2 separate regions of the Mus musculus genome follow, and region 1 is linked to region 2. Evidence: chromatin contacts called from public promoter capture Hi-C data. All regions are on one chromosome and are shown on one strand. Each heading gives the region's core, a stretch centred on a gene start, on an enhancer-like site or on the middle of the called end of the contact. The rest is flanking DNA. Distances are from core to core; before and after follow the strand shown. Region 1 holds the start of Pvt1 (Pvt1 oncogene). Region 2 holds the start of Trib1 (tribbles pseudokinase 1).

What was found. Promoter capture Hi-C pulls out the DNA fragments that hold promoters and counts their contacts.
Region 1: a promoter capture Hi-C map of hippocampal neurons shows a contact between it and region 2, with 4 times the contacts expected there. The contact joins the promoter of Pvt1 here to the promoter of Trib1 in region 2. A contact is called at or near these places in 2 of 39 promoter capture datasets (hippocampal neurons and liver) and 3 of 115 datasets of contacts at active chromatin or transcription factors (embryonic forebrain, embryonic stem cells and stem cell-derived neural progenitor cells).

Annotation. Positions count from the first base shown.
Region 1 is chr15:62,036,160-62,039,744 of GRCm38.p6, reverse strand. Pvt1 (Pvt1 oncogene) reads right to left here and starts at 1,759. Exons shown (of 5, transcript NR_132747.1): 1 at 1,544-1,759.
Region 2 is chr15:59,646,322-59,650,290 of GRCm38.p6, reverse strand. It overlaps Trib1 (tribbles pseudokinase 1), which reads right to left and starts at 1,637. Exons shown (of 3, transcript NM_144549.4): 1 at 769-1,637. The coding sequence starts at 1,128.

The DNA of each region.
Region 1 (3,585 bases), core at 510-3,009, 2.4 Mb before region 2:
TCACAGAAGCAAAACAGGATGAGTCAGAGGAGAATCAATCAAAAAAAAAAAATCAATTTCTTCTACTTTTCAAGGGAAGCTGGTTTATGCAAAATCCTGCACTCAATAGGTAAAGCAGCAAGAAACAGCCACCCTTAACCAGGCAAAACAACAAGGCAGTCCCATACAGTCACTCCCTAACAGAGTGGGGTGGGGGTCCCAGCACAATAGCCCACAATGTCTTAAACCAGCCTTAATGTCTCACCAGATCCATCATGAACCTAGTTGAGTTCAAATAACCGTAAGGCACATCCTCACCTCCGAGATGTAACTAGCACACATCCAAGCACTGAGAGCAGGCCACCACGAGGTTTTTCCCAGTCATGGAGTCCATGTGACGTTTCTGATTTCCTGACAGCTTTGCTCCTTCTAAATCTTTTAAGAAGTCCCACTTGGAGCTCCAAGGATAGAAACACAAACGCTTTCCCACTGGCTAGAGCTTTAAGAAGGACTAGCTATGACCATAGGACTGTGCAAGTGAACAAGCCCAAACTTGTCACTGCCCATATGCAAAACAGGCCTGCAACATCCTACCACATGCACTTCAACAGAGACCTGCATCCTTAGCCCTCCCCAACACACAGACACACAGACAGACAAACAGACAGACAGACAGGCAAGCAGGCAGGCACACACACACACACACACACACACACACACACACACACACACATTTGGCTTTCTCTAGGTCAAATGACAACAACCCCTTAAAAACACAAGAGCAGAAAGGAAACAAAAACCTCACTTCTCCCTATACTCTCTTAAGTGATTTCTCTCCTTAAGCTTCTAGAACGTTCTGGAGAGCTCAAAAGGACAGATTATCACCCACTAGTAAACTAGTAAGAAAATCCATGATGTGTCTACACATAGGCACATGTAGCTTCATGGCTGCGCTTCCTGGAAGTCTGCACAGTTCTCCCACACCACTCATAGGTACAGCAGAAAATACTAGCCAAGAAAGGGCCAATCTAGTTAAAGCAACAAGCTATCCAAAAAGAATTAGCAAGGATGAAGGCGTGGGGGCCTTCCACGAACACAGGAACGCAATACAAAAGCACAGAAAGTTTCCTGACACAGGGAGTTTTAGGAGATCACCTTCTTTCTGCCCCGAGGGGGTGTCTCGGAGGAGGGCTGGCCAAGGATGGAGGGAGCATCACTAGACTAGACTCAGACTTCCAGTTTCGTAAATGAGGCCTCCAAACCACATCAGCGGCCCCAAATCTGCGCTGATTGCAGGGGGCGTCTCTCTCTTTTAGACCTGAGGAAATGGGCTCTTGATCAAGTGCATAAATCCAGAATTACCTCTATGTAGAGGCCATCCTGGGAAATCTCCCTCGCACCCACACTTCTCACCCACACCCAAACTCTCTGGCAATCTCGAGTCTAGTGATGAGGAAAAGTGCAAGGTTAACACGCGCTCGTGGGAATGCAAAAGCCACTTTCCTCTATCCAGACTCTGCATCCCTGGGCTCCAGAGTTTCCAGGGGATAAACTTGGAACTTACAAGAGGGTGGATCCAGCCGTGACTCCGAGGTCACCGGGGCTGCCAACATCCTTTCCACGCGGATATCCACTCGGGGGGCTCTGGGAATGCTAAGTTCGTAGCTTCTCTTCATCCTGGCCTTGCCGAGCCCGCTTGACCAGTGGGTCCATGTGCTCGGCGGCCACACGCGCTCTGCCTGGTAGAGCGCGGGGCTGGCGGGTGGCCCGTGACGTCACGGCGGCTCGCTCCCGGCCGCGGGGGAGGGGGAGAAGCGCGCGCCACCGGGCAGGCCGCGTGTGTCCCCGATCTCCTGGTGTCTGGAGGTTTCTGACCTGAGGGATCCAGCTCGCCCCTCTGCCTGCTGCCCTAGGCAATGAAGGGGCATCAAGCCTGAGAGGAGAACCGCATGGAGGTGGCGTGCCACTGAGGCTGCTTAATGCCCAGATGGCCCTAGTAGAGAGCACACTCTGTCAGTCCTGGGCTGGGAGGTTCTAGCTGCACTCAAACCTAGGTCCTACATAGGTCCCACACAGCCTGGGGCTATGCCCAGGCGAGGTCAACTAGCTTTCCCACCTCCCCTCCCCACCCTCCCCTCCCCCACACTATTCCTTTTTAAGGTAGACATCCCATCCCCCTTCACCTTGAAGCTTAGCAGTCTTCCCACTTTTCGGATAGGGAAGGAGACTCCAGTGAATTAAAAGGACCAAACTGCTCAGAAAATAGGTCAGTAGTTCCTACAGAAGACCCCCCCGAATCTGTTCTATTTCAGAACTCTCATCTGAGAGCAGTCCTGGGTACCATCCATCATCTGTGGTTCTGGAGAGAAGGACGTACTAAGCAAACTCTAGCTGAGAGAGGACCACCTGTCTGCAGCATCCTCCATTCTTGGTCCGTACAGGGTATTACACTAACCTCTCAAATGTGCAAAAGCCTCTGCAAAGAACGAAGGCTGGTGTGAAAGGCACGCGTATACCACGATATTCTTTTCGCTGTATTCAATCCAGCACCGAACAGGTGCACGTCTCTAGTACCATTTAGTCAAGCGCGGCAACGTGCTACAACCAGAAAGGGGAATGAAAGATGAGGTAGACTCAGATCCTAGAGGGAAACCGGAGTCCTGTGGAAAGCGGGTTGCATAACTAGGTGATACCAGGATCGCGGAAAGTAACGCGGGTCCACTCTTCTCTCAGCACACTATACCTCACTTTATTTCAATCTCTCAGAGAGTCTTTATCTCCTCCCTCCCTCTACGTTCCCCCTTCAATGTCTTCACTTTCATTACTTCTTAGCCACATGAAGATGTCTCTGTTGAAGAGAAAATTTACCATACTCGTGTGTGCCAGTGCGATATGCACGGATAATCGCGCTGTGTGTGGTTGGTTTCCACCCTGAGAGTGACCGAACAGATCTTCCGATTATCTCCTTCAGATTATCTCCTTCTTGTGCTAGAGAGTGAAGAGGGTTCTGAATTCTATGTCTGTATGTGCTTTCGATGTGTCAGACATTTCCCAAACCACCTGCTGCGACCTTGGGGAGAAGCAACCACAGGCTCTCAGAGGCCCAGTTTTAAAGACAACTTCAGTAACAAATCCCTGAAGATGCCACCTGCTCCTTCCAGTTAGTCCTGTACACTAGACCTCCCAACGGCTGAAGACCTTCACCCAGGTTCATTCAGCTTTAGTCTCGACCCAGTTTGCCCTTCCCTGGGACTAAATTTTGCTGCGCTAATTTTAGGCTAATATTTTCCCCCGATATAATATAAAAATATCATTTGGGAATTTCACATAATACACTCTAATAGCACTCTTATCCCGATCCTCCCATGTCAGTCCTCCCCACCTTTGTGAACATCCCTACCACCACCACCACCACCACCACCACTGGAAAGTCATAGAGCCACTGGAGTATGGCCACACTCCTAGGGACCAGCCAGCTCCTTAAAGAAAACTGATTCCTTCCCCACCTACCCGACCCCCTCCAGAAGCCATAAGTTGTGGAGAGCTACACTTCAGCATTCTTACCACATTTTTTAAAGCATTCTCTTCGAAGGCTTTCTGTCCAGG
Region 2 (3,969 bases), core at 388-2,887:
GGGGCTCTCAATGGCCCAGAGATGGGGTGTCCGGCTCACGAAGAGCACACTGCGAAGCAGTCCTGGGCTACGCGCTCTCCCAGACCGGCCATCCTGTATCTAGTTGTACTCCTGTTAATGTTGCAATGAAAATCGCCGGCTCAAACTAAAGCAAGTGGAAGCGAGCCTCTGGAAGTTTTCCAATACTCCGATGCTGGCCAGAAGCCTTCCCACGCTTAAGACCACCCCATCCCAACACTTCCTGGGGTGGGCTGTATGCTGGTCCCAACAGGAGTTCAAGCCCAGAAACCCCTAGGTAAAAAGAAGCCCGACTTGGTCTATACAGAACCCATGCCGCGAGCCTCGCGCAAAGAGCTTGCCAGTTGCTCCAAGTCCCGAGGAGGCACACACTGCAGGGCGTCCTTCCAGGACAGGGGGAGGAGGGGGATGAGAGCAGGGCAATGGCATGGCCCTGGAACCCATTGCAATTCCAAACTTAAATGGAACGCCACGCGCTAGCAATACAGAGCGCCAAAGAAAAGAACAGAGATAAAAGAACTGAACCCTGCACTTCCTCTAGACCGCCTAACCCTCACCAAAAAACACTCCACAGGAAAGCACTCAACCTCCAAAAACACGAAGCTGACCAAAATACCCTCCTTATCCAACTAAACGCCCTTATCTGCTCTGCCAAACCCAAGCGCTGGCGGGACTGTGATCCCGGTGGGCCGGAACCTAGGCACTTCTGTGGACGATCCAGACCCGCAACCTCCGCCCCAGGATGCTTACCTTGCAGCGCAGCTCGCGGCCGGTGTGGATGCACAGTGCCCGGGACACATGCTCGCGCTCAGCTAGGGGTAGCAGCAGGTAGTCGGCGATTCGGCTGGGCCCGGGTGAGCTCACACAGCTGCCGCCGGTCCCCTGCGTGGAGGGCGGAGGCTGAGGGCTGCAGGGCGAGCCAGGGGGACTGAGGTAGTCGGGGGGACTCGAGCACTCAGAGAGGCGCGGACACTTGGCCGCCACTGCCCCCGCGTCGTCCGTGTCCAGCAGGCGTTTGGCCGGGGTTCCCCGGGCAGCCGGAAACAGTAGACCCGGACCGCGGGGCTGCGAGGCGCCGCTCAGGGCAAAACGCACGGGACCGACCCGCATCGCGGCCCTGGCCGGAGCGGCCCCGGCTTTGTAAATCCCTGGATCTGCGCTGTGACTTCTTCCAGTCGGCGGGATGGAGTTTGCAGATAGAGCTTGGATCGGTCCCCAAGAGGAGCCGTTCCAGGACGCTGGCGTTGTCCACCAGAACCACGTTGGCCACGCGTCCAAGGGTGGGAGGCCGGCTAAGGTCTCCAGACCCCCACAGGCACCAGGTCTGGGCGCCTCGTTGGCGGTGGCCGCCGCTATTGTTGCCGAGGCTGTGGATAGTCCGGGACGTGGAGACGGCCCGAGTTCCCGGGTGTTGAGCCTCGAGGACAGGATTCCACAGGCTCCTCGGCTTCTCCGAGCAAACGCACTTCCCAAAGCAATTAGTCTGGCGTAAAAGCCGGTACAACTTTTCCGCGCCGCTCGGAATCCTGCGCGCTCCTGGGCTCCAGGCGTGTGAGCGAGCGAGACGCGCTCCAGGAGAGAGAGAGAGAGTGACCGACTATGAGTGTGTGTGCCGCACTGATCCCGGCCAGTGCACTCCTTCTCCTTTTCCTCCACCTCCTCCGCCTCCCGGTGACTCACGCTGTATACACACACACACTCACAGCCCGGGCTGTGTAAACAGTTGGGAAGCCGGGTTGTGCAATGAGGTGGCTGCGACGACTCCGGCCCCGTCGCCCGGCTTGCAGTCACCGGAGCGGAGGGAGGAGACTAGGGGGGAGGGGAGGTGGAGTTGGAGGCTGGAACTGTAAGGGGTGGCTGGAGGCCTGGGGATGCTCCTGACCGCGCGCGCCGAGGCGCAGGTGGGAACGTCCTGGGACGCCTTGGGCGCGCGCACACGCCCCCCGGGTTGGGCTGGGCAGCAGGCTGCGCGCGCCCCACCGCAGGCCCGCGGGCCCGTAGCCCAGGGAGGGGGCGGAGGCAAAGCTCCCGTGACGTCAGGTTCCCGGGGAAGTGGGCGGGAGGGGCGGGGCAGCAGGGGCGAAACGACCGCTGATTGGTGCGCGCGCATCATTCACACAACACAATGGAGCACCGAGCTCCCGGCGGCCGCGCGCGCACCTCCTGGCTGCGCACCGGCAGCTGGCTGAGACCCAGTGGTCACGCCTTTATCCTAGTGGGTCCCCCCCTCCCCGCCGTTCTGCACTTTGGGGAGCTCCCGGTGGAGCTGTGGGCGCCGTCGAGTCGCGGCTGCAGCCGGAGGAAGGGGCGAGAGGAAAGGTGATGAATTCCATTATCAGTCATTCACCCCCACGCGGTAGTTCCGGGGAAGACCTGTGCGTGGTAGTGAATGTGGCTTTTTTTTTCTTCCCCTCTTTTCCTGCCCCCTCCCAACTCTAATCCCCAGCGTCTGTTCGCTTCCACAAATAGAACCTTCTGTTGGATGAAATAAAAGCAAACACTGGGCCTTCTGCTCTGCCTCCACCTCCACGCCCCTCCCGCGCCTGCCGCCCGCCCGGATTGCACGGAAATAGCCTCTCCAAGCTCCTGGGCCGCCCCTTCGCGGTGACTCGCCGAAAGAGCTTCCTGAGCTCCGGCCGGTGGGAAACAAAGGATGTGGGGAACTGGCGGAAGGGGCCCACGTGGCTGGCGCCAGATTCCTGTCCCCTCCCGCCTGCAATGCGCGCCCGAGGGTCTAGGGCGCCAGTGCGGCCAGGAGTATTGGATACTGGGGTACGGGTCATTCTATTCACTGCCAGGGATACCATCTGCACGCGGACAAGGTCGCATGTATACTTTCATATAGTTTGAGTTGTGTGCTCTTGAAACTGGCTGACCTTGCTCCCTGGAAACAGCTTGCAGTCACATTTTGTGTTGCTGGGTTTTGTTTGGTCCCCCCCCCCCCCACTTCTTTCGCAAACCAGGTCAGTTTGGAGTCTCTGGATCCTCACTTAGCATAGATGCCTATTATCAAAATCCTTTCTTGCAATTATGCTGAATAATTAATTTTCTAAAACCAGGTCAAACCCAAGAATAAATCCTTTTCATCATTAATTCTCCAGTCATTCAACAAACGCTAATTAAGCATCTCCAAGGGTTAGTTAGGCGCTGGGGATTAGGAGACTTAAATTGAGACAGTAATGATAATTGGCATCAGTTGTGGCCCAGGGGCGTGCGGGCTCCTTACTCTGATTATTTTGCATACGTTATGAACTTTAGTTTTACACTCACTTCATAGGGTTACATTTTGCTCCATTTGATTAAAAAAAAACAAAAAACGGAAGCCTAAAACCTTTAGCTTCCTTGCTGTGATTCAAAGGCGACGGGAAGCAGTCCATAGTCCGTAGGGGAAGCTTCTCCGGCACTCTTGTAGACTCAGAGGAGACCACAACTTGCAAAGAAAGGAACTGTTAGGGAGGCCTCCATAGGGTTATGCGAACTGCCCAGAGGAAATCCGTGTACGGAACAGCAGCTTGGCTAGGAGAGGGAGCTGAATCTTGACAGGTTATCGGGACTAAGTATGTTTAGGAAGTTGCACTAGACCCTGAGGTTTTTTGTCCTACCTGATAAGATTCTCTCCTGAAGGAATCTTAGGATGTACTGAGCTGCCCGCTGGGCCTGTTACTGGACAATGAACCCAACCAATACTGTGATGAGTTATCTTAACCTGAATGCTGTATGTACCTCCTCCCCCTTTGTTAGCCTCTTCTGGGAGATACATCACCACAAACCACCGTTGCCATGACACCTCAGCTAAACATGTGCCCCGTCCTCCTCTGCTCAGCTCCCTGGGATGGCCTTCACAAACTCACTGAGTTTTGGGGTTTTTGGTTTGGTTTGAGTTGGGTTTTTTTTTTTTTTTTTTTTTTTTTTTTTGCCCAGTATGACCAGTGGGAGGCTCTGGAAGACCAT